Regions from separate parts of the Danio rerio genome. Here region 1 is linked to region 2. The links are chromatin contacts, called in public HiCAR-type maps. All regions are on one chromosome and are shown on one strand. The core of a region is the stretch at or near the end of the contact, and the rest is flanking DNA. Distances in the headings are between cores, read along the strand shown.

Evidence for each region. HiCAR-type assays count read pairs that join an accessible place to other places.
Region 1: a HiCAR-type map of caudal fin shows a contact between it and region 2, with 12 times the contacts expected there. The contact joins two enhancer-like sites. A contact is called at or near these places in 4 of 18 Hi-C or Micro-C datasets (caudal fin, embryo, skeletal muscle and 1 more) and 1 of 4 datasets of contacts at active chromatin or transcription factors (caudal fin).

Annotation. Positions count from the first base shown.
Region 1 is chr1:53,573,647-53,579,426 of GRCz12tu, forward strand. tbck (TBC1 domain containing kinase) reads right to left here. Exons shown (of 25, transcript NM_001080637.2): 15 at 4,775-4,837; 16 at 4,386-4,512; 17 at 858-908; 18 at 681-764; 19 at 124-209. Among named protein-coding and RNA genes, the nearest start is that of tbck, 32 kb to the right of the region's middle. Within about 2 kb of position 4,360, at least 1 of the 62 cell types and tissues checked has an H3K27ac peak or open chromatin away from gene starts, as enhancers often do. A contact at or near this core is called in caudal fin, where this site is marked.
Region 2 is chr1:53,271,737-53,277,313 of GRCz12tu, forward strand. gstcd (glutathione S-transferase, C-terminal domain containing) reads left to right here. Exons shown (of 12, transcript NM_001024462.1): 3 at 3,278-3,697. Among named protein-coding and RNA genes, the nearest start is that of gstcd, 8.2 kb to the left of the region's middle. Within about 2 kb of position 1,530, at least 2 of the 62 cell types and tissues checked have an H3K27ac peak or open chromatin away from gene starts, as enhancers often do. A contact at or near this core is called in caudal fin, where this site is marked.

The sequences.
Region 1 (5,780 bases), core at 3,110-5,609, 300 kb after region 2:
AACATTATCAAGCGTTTCTTTTCCTACTGTATAGTTGATTTACTGATTTCACAGAACACGGCTCAGTTCTGATCTGATTTTGATTATGTGTTTTTGAAATATTTATCTCCAGGCAGGACTTACATCAGGTATGAATCCAATCTCGTTGAGGTGGTTGCTGAGCTCGGGGTCGTGAAACGCAATCATCTGAGAGAAGACGGTCAGATATTCTGCAGGAGGGAAAAATAAGAGCATTTGTAGACTTTGGCCACGTTATTCCCACGGCGGGACAAACACTTTGCTCAAAGCTCAGTCAGAAAGCAAAAAAACAAAGCACTCCTGCTGCTGGAGTGCCGACAGCTGAGCTAGCAGAACTCAACAACAAACATGAACCAAATGTCAAGCTACAGAAATCCTGTAAGTGTTTATGACTAACTTTTTTGGGGGAGTTTTAAAAAAACAGCTGCAACACAATTTAACATGCACTCAAAAAAATATATATGTTTGTCGATGTTCAAACTACTCAATTACAATGAACTGAAACAACACAAATCTTGAGGGTTTATTTCAGGTCAACTTAATTGCTTTATGTTTAATCCACTTTGTTTTGTATTTTATTTTTGCCAGCACTTAAAACTGCATACTCTCAATCCAGTGCTGTTTGTTATATTCTTCATGGCGAGATGGAAAGATAACCTTACCTTGTATTACATGCGAGTTGTCCTTCAGGAAGAAATTGTACAGATATTTGGGGATGAAGGCCGACATGCATGCGTACGCAAGAGCTGAGAGGAAAATACAATAAGACTGAGTCAGTTCAGCTTGAGGCAATAATATCAGGAAGAATGTGTGGCTTTTTTGGGGGCCAGAAGTCTTACCTTCATTGTTGAAATTTAAATAAAGGAAAGGTGCACAAAGTGAATCCAAGCCTGAAGCAAAAACATCAAATAAGAGAATCATCAACACACGCACACAAGGGAAATCTCATTAAACCTGTCAAGATATTCACACATTGCCCAGGTGATAATGCATACTAAAAATGAAAAAAAATAAAATAATAATAAATGAATATACAAACTGAGCATTAGGTTGTCTTTTCTTTTTATTTATTTATTTATTTATTTATTTATGTATGTATGTAAATATTTTTTTTATTTATAGACGTATTTTTTATAGACGTATTTATTTATGTATACACATATTTATTTATTTTTATTTATTTATTTATTTACATATTTATTTATACATGTGTTTATTTTTGTACTTATTTATTTATTCAATTATTTATGTACGTCTTAATTAATTAATTAATTAATTTATTTATTTATGTATGTATTTATTTAGTTAGTTATGTACCTATTTATTTATTTAGTTGTGTATGTATTTATTAATTTATGTATTTATTTATGTGCATATGTATTTATTAAATAATTTATTTATATACATATTTATTTATTTATGTACATATTTACTTATTTGTTAATTTATTTATGTACATATTTATTTATGGACATATTTGTTTATTTATTTATTTATGTACATATTTATTTATTTAGTTATTTATGTACTTATCTATTTATTTATTTATGTATTTATTTAAATACATTTTAATGTATTTATTCATGTACATATTTATTTATTTATCTATTTATTTATGTACATGATGGATGGATGGATGGATGGATGGATGGATGGATGGATGGATGGATGGATGGATGGATGGATGGATGGATGGATGGATGGATGGATGGATGGATGGATGGATGGATGGATGGATGGATAGAATTTTAGAAATACAGACAGATGAATGGATAGATGGATGGATAGATGGACGGACGGACGGACAAACGGACAGACAGACAGACAGACAGACAGACAGACAGACAGATAGATAGAATACTAACATCACAGGTAAATCAGCATAATTGACTACAATTATAGTTATGATAATGTAATAGAATCACCACTGAGAACAATGACATACCATTACAATGAGGTCTATCTGATTGGACGGGATGGGTGCGAGGTTTATTATGCAATTAGTATAAATAGCATAATGAAAATAAAACTATTTTTGGCATTTAAAAAAATGCTACTTAAACGGTAATATAGCTGAAATTATTGCCATTAATTTGGTTATGGCACATTCCTTTGATTTGTGTTTATCAGAATAATTGGCTGTAATTATAATAATGAGAATATAATTAGAAGCAGCACAGACAATGGCTTGCAATATTAATTATAATTGAGGGTGGGGGGTGATTTAGCTTAATAATAATCAGCACCATCAAAAACATTTCTTAAAGAAATCACTTTTTAGATAAAAACTGGGGTCAGTTAGTATTTCTGTGAGGAGTTTGCATGATCTTCCCGTGTTGACGTGGGTTTTCTTCGAGTGCTCCGGTTTCCCCCACAGTCCAAAGACATGTGGTATAAGTGAATTGGATGGACTAAATTGACCGAAGTGTATGAGTGTGTGTGTGTGTGTGTGTATGTGAGTGTGTAAGGGTGTTTTCCAGTACTGGGTTACTGGACAGGTATCCGCTGCGTAAAACATATGCTGGAATAATTCTGCTGTTCGTTCTGCTGTGGCGATCCATAATAAATAAGGGACTAAGCCGAAGGAAAATGAATGACTTTCATTCATTTGAATGACTATTTATTATTTATTTATGCACATATTTATTTATGTACGTATTTATTTATTTATTTATGTACATATTTATTTATGTACATATTTATTTATGTACGTAATTATTTACCTATGTACATATTTACTTATTTATGTACATGTTTATTTATCTATGTAGTATGTACAGATTTGTTTTCTTATGTACATGTTTATTTCCTTATTTATGTACGCATTTATTTATTTATTTATGTACGTATGTATTTATTTATTTATAAACTTATTTATGTACATATTTATTTATTTATGAATTTATTTATTTATTATTTTTATATAGTTAAAATAAGATGTACATATTTATTTATTCAAGAAAGTAAATAAAAGTAAACAGACTGAAGGCTGTGGGCTGAAGGTACAAATACCAAATTGTAATACATTAAATATAAATGTATTCCATGAATAATTTCTTAATTTGTTTCCTAATATTTAAAAATAACTACATAACATTGCTTTAAATCATAATTATTTTCATTATTTAGCCTGACATGTTTACTGCCCTAAAATATTTAAAATGTTTCTTAAGATAAAATATATTGTGTTCAATGGGGGAAAAGTGTTTTTTTTTTATCCAGACATTTAAAAATATATATATTTTAGAGCAGTAATCACGATACTCTAAAATTGTGATATTTTTGTTTAAGGTTATCATACCGTCAGAATACTTTACCGGCCCATGCCAAGTGCAGAATCTGTGATTTGTTATAACCTGTGTGTACTTAAAATTGAATCACTTTTATATTTTATTATATTTTGTTTTCCTATTATTTGTTTTACATTGATAATTTCAGTCATGGTTATATAATCAATTATAAATCTTAGTTAAAATTAGATTCATATTTTTAATTCCTTTATGTTTATCATTTATTATATTAATCATGTACTAACTTGATTTCTTTATCTTATATATTTCTTATTACTTACTTTGCTTTTAGTGCTTTTTCCATTGTTTAGTCTCATTTTAATGGTGTTTCATGAAATGTTCCTCTCCAATGATATGAGGGTATGCCTCTAATTCAGAGTCTTGTGGTCTGATGCATAATAACATTTGTTATGTTTGTGCTGTTCAGACAAAGTATGAGCGTGCACTGAAACATATGCAACTACGATTATTCAATAAACCCTGCTCTTTAATTATCATCACTTTGTCTCCTGCTTCTGCTCTTATCTGGCTTCCTTCCACCGTCAACACCTATATTGATAGTAGACTGTTATTCAGTTGAATACTGGTTAACAGGTTTGGGTATTGGAAACTCACTAAAGCTGACTTGCTGTCCAAATACCTGGAGAAACTGACATTTCTTTGTGATCTAATACTAGTGCATTGTCCTATATCTGTCGAGTGACAGTATTTACACACACAAAAATCAGATTCATCTACAAAACAAAACAAAACGTTACACTAAATTACTAAAGAGTCATTTAGTAGTAATTTTAGATGCTTAATTTGGGCATCTGTGATCTAAAAATTTTTGGTGATTTCTTGACTTTAATACAAAATAATCCTAAAGAAATCTCGACTGCTGAAAATAAATATTAATTTACATGATTAGTATGCTTAATTAGTATGAGTAAAATGTAATTAATTTGTGTTGTGTATACTGGTTCATCTGCAATTCTTTATTCCCCTGTTTAATCAGTAAAGCACTGTGAGTCTTTGATGCCATCTAGTGGCAGGAAGAGAAAAAAGCTAGCAAAAAAAACACGACCACTCCATCACCTTGCCAGTAAACCAGATCGGGATGAGACACAACCCAAGCCTTCAGCACCCGCCGAAACTTGACATGGCCCTGCGGCGACGACAGCAGCTCATCATATTGGTGACAGCGAGGAATATCCACTTCAATCTGTGTGAAAACACCATAACATAGGCTGAATTAACCATTAAAAACTCAACCAGCAGCCCTGAGTGAACTCGGATCAGAAGGAGCGACACGTTTGCTTCAGAGCTTTTTGAAATATTCGGCAGAGGACAGTCAAATCTTAACAAGCCCAAGACAAACAAACTGAATTATTCAACAGGCTCATGAAAGATTCAGAGTTTCACATCAACTCAATCAGAGGACTATTAAATAAGCACCTAGAAGAGATTCACAGTTCACTTCTCACCTGTCTGTCAGTGGGGATGGGCGTGTCCTTATCGATGGAGTCGTATTTTGATTGGATGTCGCCCTGTGGGTGCATATTAAAGTTGAAATTAAGTTGTATCAAGTGGCTTTAACTACTTATTGTGTTCATGTTTGAATACACAACATTTATGGTGCTACTAAGGAGGGATACAGGTAAGGTTAGAGATTGGTTTGGTGGTATGGGTGGGTTAAGCGTGGGTTAAGGTATAAGGAAAGGCGGCAAAATATATAATTTCGGCATCCATATTGCAATGTGTGCATATGCAATAGCCACATCTCAAAGATTTGCCATTTTGAGCTGACTTTGCAGTGCAATTTTTACACTTACCTGTACCAAATCATAATGAACGCATAGTTTATTTCACTTTTATATTTGCATTAGTGCATTTATCTAAGCTTGTAGTTTGGTTATGACATTGGTCATGCTTTATTTTGATCTTTTATTTTGACTTTATTTTGGTCAGTTTGTTGAATTTAAGTAACATTGCATCTACAAGCCAACTAATTCTCATTAGATTACAAGTAGACTGTTAAGGTTGGGTTAGTGTAAGTTGACATGTACTTACAAAGTTATTTACGTCTGTTTAACAGCAGTATCAACAGACAGTCTACTAATACTCATATGGACCATCAAATTAAAGTGTTACCATTACATGTTATGCATGATTCACTCCCCTACAGCAGGGGTTCCCAAACTTTTCAGCCCACGACCCCCAAAATAACAATGCTAGTGACTCGCGACCCCCAATATCCTCTGAGGTGGTTATAAATACAGAAACTTTGCGTGCAATTGTGTGCACCAATAGACCAAAGTCTATTCTTTGTTTAATTCTTTAATGTATGTCAGTGCTGTAAATGTGTCGCCAGAAGTGAAAATTCATTCCTATCCTTTTTGGCTAAGTCCCTTTATTAATCAGAGGTCGCCACAGCGGAATGAACCGCCAACTTATGCAGCATATGTTTTATGCAGTGGATGCCCTTCCAGC
Region 2 (5,577 bases), core at 280-2,779:
TCGTTTATTAAATGATTAATCATTTAATGTTTCTCTCGCGGCTGCAAAATGGTAATGCAAAAACGCATACAAATAACGGCAACTTTAGAAAGCGAAAGTAAAACCTTAATCCTGGACATTTTAGGAGATTCAGAAACTACGGTCGGATGCATTTTGGCGGAAAAGGCGTGTCTCTGTGGGTCTGCAGAGCACGTGAGAGTTTCTGTGTGAGTGACAGCTCACAAACACACAGAACCAGTAGGAAACGTACAGAGGGAGAGAAGATTTTTCACTGGTTTATCGATTGCTAATGTTTAGTTTTCTTGGACGGATACAAAAAAAAGTGTGAAAGGAATATAATAATAGTATCATTCATGCGTCATCCCTAGGGCCAGATGGAGTCTGCGGACGGTTTTTGCTATTTCTGCTGGAAATTTTGTTAAAAATGTGCGGATTTCTGCGGAATTATTTTGGGAGTATCATAACTTAAACCTTAATATATGAAATAAAAAATAATATCTTTTTTTACTTTTATTTAATGTTTAAAATGCAAATCCAATTAGACTCACTTGATTTGGTAAATAAAGCAAGTTTGTCATTTAATATCTCCAGTAAAAGACAGAAAATATTTCTTTACAATCTGCATTGTACATAAATCAGATGAACATTTTCACAATAGTCAATAATATTACTGAAATTTATATTAAAAAAAAAAAAAACTGAATAAATATAGATTAACACACATTTACTTAAGTAAATAAAACAGAAATAATGATGGGCTAAAAATCTGCGGAATTCTGCGCGCGCAGATTCCGGGTCGGGCGTAGTCATCACCAAATATACCTGGGCTGCCGGCCCAAGTAAAGTCTATTTGTGGGAAGCACTGGTGTGGTATGACAGGGTTTAAGAGGTCTTTCGCTCTGAGATGGCTGTCAAACTGACGCTGATTCAGGCTTCTGGATCGGATAAGATTAACAGTTTGCCATCCAGTGGACACATTTGGAACAGCAGTTTATTTTATTGAAAAATTGCAGCTCACAGAATAATCTCATGGGGCGCATTAAATTAGTTTGCCGTCTGTTTAACACTCCTGGTCTAAGCAAAGTCAGACCTTACTGTCCTAATGAAATGATTAAAAATGAAGGCATGATCATATTTTATTTTGGTCAAATAAGCATAATCTATAGAGGCCTTTGCCTTTCATATAAGCCACTTTCGATACCAAATGAGAACTAGAAGTCAAGTTGTTATTTGTTGTTTGTAAAACTTGGATAGGCGACAAAACTTTTGTTTTTTTGTTGTTATTTTTACTACTATTAAAATATTATAACTTTTAAGCTTTCAAATGAAATATAATTTGTCATGGTTGCTTTGTCCAGTCTATATTATTGTTTAAATAATGTAAACGCAGATGTCATGCAGGTGAGACATTGACAGTTAAAGGGTTTAGGTCCTGCCGCATCACCACAAGCGTGAACTAATCGCATACCCAAAGGGTGACAAACACGTTGACATGTTTTGACAGGTGCAGCCTCTTAAATTCTGGAGTTCTGTGTCAGACAGTCGCATATTTAAATGTTGATGATTGAGCTCTGTGCTTTCAGATAGTAGCTATAAGGCATAACAGAGCAAAAACAAGCTCGAGTTGCACCACTGATTCTTTTTTTTTCTCTTTTTTTTTGGCTGAATTTAGAGCCTTGAGCTGTTTTTGGGACAGGTGTGATGTCTCAAGACACCATTTTCAGTCACTTTTAAAATTTATGGTTTTAAAGCAAGTACATTTTTCTAAAGTAAAACATTTTCAGGAAGCTTTTGTCATTTGTCAGTCAGCCTGCAACAACAGCTTCAGATATGCAAACATTCGGATATGAAAAAATCGGATATTAGGAAGATGAATATAAACCAATATGGACTACAGTTTACTGCAGAGCTGTGTGGTTATTGATGGAATCTATGAAATATCCATAAATTTAACTTGTAGTGTTAGAACTGTCAAAAGAACTTGTACAACTTAAAAACTGCAACAAATAAAAAAGGCTCCTAATATAACGACTTAAACCTACATTACTACAAAAATATATAAAATATAGCAGTGAAATACAAGTTTCAGTATTGTTTTGTATTGAATTTTTGCTTGCCTTAAAGTTAATGTTAACTGTCCATCACTAATTTTAAAAGACAACAATTGATAATAGCACACATTTAATCTGTTTTAGTATGTTTTAATTTCCGTTTGTTAATTAACTAATATAGGTTTGTTATATCTGCTATTTATTATTCACTAAAAAACAGCAAGTAAATGACAAAACAAAAAAAGATTTCAGCTTTTTAATACTGGCCAAAAGTCTAATAAAGTTTCAAATGATAGTTCAGCCAAAACTCTACTCGCTATATATATTATTTACTCAACTTTTACTTGTTCCAAACTAGGCGGTGTAAGTTTCTGACAGTTTGATCACCTTGGAAAAAAATACCACGGTTTCACGGTATCACAGTATTGTCATTACTGCTCTAAAATAAGTTATTTTAAATGTCTGGGTAAAACAAACAAACAAACAAGCAAAAAAAAATCAAATAAACCCAATTTATTTTATTTTAAGAAACATTTATAATATTTTGTAGCAGTAAACATGTCAGGCTAAATAAATAAATCATTGATTTCTGCTTTCCTCTTCTTTAGTCTCAAAAACACTGATTCCTTTACAACACATACAAACACATAAAAAAAACCTTGCATACACCTTGAGATCGGTATAACACAACATTGCAGTATTAAAACCTTGAATTTTCCAAACTGTGTTAAACCTTAAATCCGGTTAATATCCCATGCCTATTCCAAACCTTTATGAAGAAGATATCTTAATGAAAGCTGAAAACCTGTAACCATTGACTTCCCTACTATTTTTCTTCCTACAATGGAAGTTGATGGCTACAGATTTTCAGCATTCTTCAAAACATCTTCTTTTGTATTAAACAGAAGAAAGTCTAAAAGGTTTGGAACAAGCCAAAGGAAAGTAAATAATGATTTTTATTTATTTATTTATTTTGTGCAGCTTTGGATGAACTATCACTTTAATAAAGTAATACAAGTTTGTCTTGTTCACTTATTAGACCTCAACACGTAAATAATAATAATAAAAATAAAAAAATTCAATACTGATCAAAAGGTTCAATGTTTAAAGGCTTGAATAAAAACAAAAGCTTATCCAACCCCTCAGTTACTTCATGAATCACTTTTTTTTTTTTTTTTTTTTTTTTTTTACATTTACCAACTATGCTAAACTATTGTATTCCTCAGGTTAGTCAGTGGACCAGACTTTGTGAGCTGGAAATTCCCTCTGCAGTAGAAAAACATTTACAAAACCCTGAAGATGAGACGAATCGACTTCCTCCTGCAATTATAAACTTGGAAAAGAGGTTAGGGGAGCCTGTCAAAGTTCACAACGATGACAAGATACGTCGGCAGAAGCTACAACAGCAGAAGAAGAGCGATTCTCAAGTAAAAGATGCCGAAAAGGAACCCCATCCAAATGTTGAGCTCAGCGCTGCTCTGGCCAGGCTTTCTACAGATGCAGTTTGTCCTCCATCCAGCAGAGAGCACTCGGACATCAGGAAAGTCAAGAGCACTGATCTGCCAGAGCTGGAGCATGTGTTTGCTGAGGGCCTGTATTTCACTCTGACCGATGTCGTCCTGCTGCCCTGCATCCATCAATACCTGGTAAAAACAAACAAATCGAAAGCAGTTTTCATCTCATTATGTATAAATCACTATTGCCCACTGAGAAATAGCCCGTTGCTCAGTTGTTTTAGCAGTAGAGGAGACCTTTTTTTAGGTTTCTTTTAGGTTCTGTCAAATATAGAAGCCTCTTATGCCTTTTTGACTTCTCTGACTTCAAGGTGATTCTGCTTTAAAGGGATAGTTCACCCTTCAAAAACTCACCCTGTTTCCAAGCCTTCATGACATTGCTGCACGATATTAAGAAAAAATCTGACATTGCAGTAATTGTTTTTTTCTTACATATAAGAATCCTGGAAATCTGTAACTATTGACTTCCATTGTACTTTCTTCAAAATATCTTATTTTGTGTCTGATCAGAATAAAGAAACAAAATATGACTGCACAATGTATTGTTTCAGCATCTGCTGTACATCATAATGTGTGCATAGTCGCATAACAGGACATTATTTTAGATAACTGAAATAAAATAAAGGAAAAACAATTAATGAAAAGTAAAACTAGATGAAATTAACAGCAGTCATTGAAAAACTGAAATGCAATAATAGTAAAGTATAAATATAACCTTTTTCAGAACACATCAGTATATACACACACACACAGTGTCAAAAAATCCAAGCAAAATTAACTCGGTCAGTTTTTAAAAAAAATATCAATAACATTATTTATGAAATGAAATGTTATTTATACATTTTCCCCCTGTGACTTTTTATGTATGTGTATGAATTTATATATACATACACACACACAATTTTATCAGATGATTTAAATTGCTCTGTTTCAAAAGAAAAGTTTGTTTATACACCTCGCATTACCTTTAAACTCTTGTATTAAATTAAATTTTATAAAGAAAATGTTTAAGTAAAATAATGGTTTGAACAGACACTGAACTTACAAACATTTAATGCAACTTGAAGTAAAAATGTGGACGAATTGGGACCAATCTTCATGTTAAAGATAATATACAGTTAAGCTTGTGTAGTCTCCATGTTTTGGCAGATTAAGAAGGATAGACACATTTTATATTTATTTAAAACAAATTATATATATATATATATATATATATATATATATATATATATATATATATATATATATATATTGTATATAATAATTATAATATTATATATATAGCTTGTTTGACTGATGTCATTATGAAAATTCAATGAATTCTGAAAAAAAATTTTTTTTGCAAAATATAATTTTATTTCATTTAGTTTTTCAATGACTGCTGTTTTTATCATGTTTTACCTTTTTCATTTATTGTGTTTTTCTTATTTTATTTCATGATTAAATGTTATTATTATTTAATTATTATTATCTAAAATTATGTCCTGTAATGTGACTGTAAGACATTACAATATTGATGCTGAAACAATATATCGTGAATACTTTGTGTTTCTTAATTCTGTTCAACACAAAATAAGATGTTTTGAAGAATGCTGAAAATCTGTAACCATTGACTCCTATAGTAGGAAATACTAAAGAAGTCAATGTTCACAGGTTTCCAGCATTCTTCAAAACATCTTCCTTTTGTTTTCACCAGAAAAGGTCATGAAGGATTGTAACAATTAAAGGCTGATTAAGTGATAGTAGCTATAGCGAACGATCCTTTTAAGTAAGGCCTGTGGTTTCAGTTTCAATTGAAATGGATCGGTGTTGTTTGGGATTGTGAATCAGATTCATTGCACTGCGATGTCCTCCTGCACTCGTTCACATGAAGAGCTTGACACAGCCTGACGCCGGTGTTTGTTAGACTATTACTCTCGAATCTGTGGCAGTTGATTCAATAAAGTCTGCCGGTGTGGATGCTAATAAAATAAATTGCCAAACGACATCCCTGCCGCTTTAAGTGCTTGAGC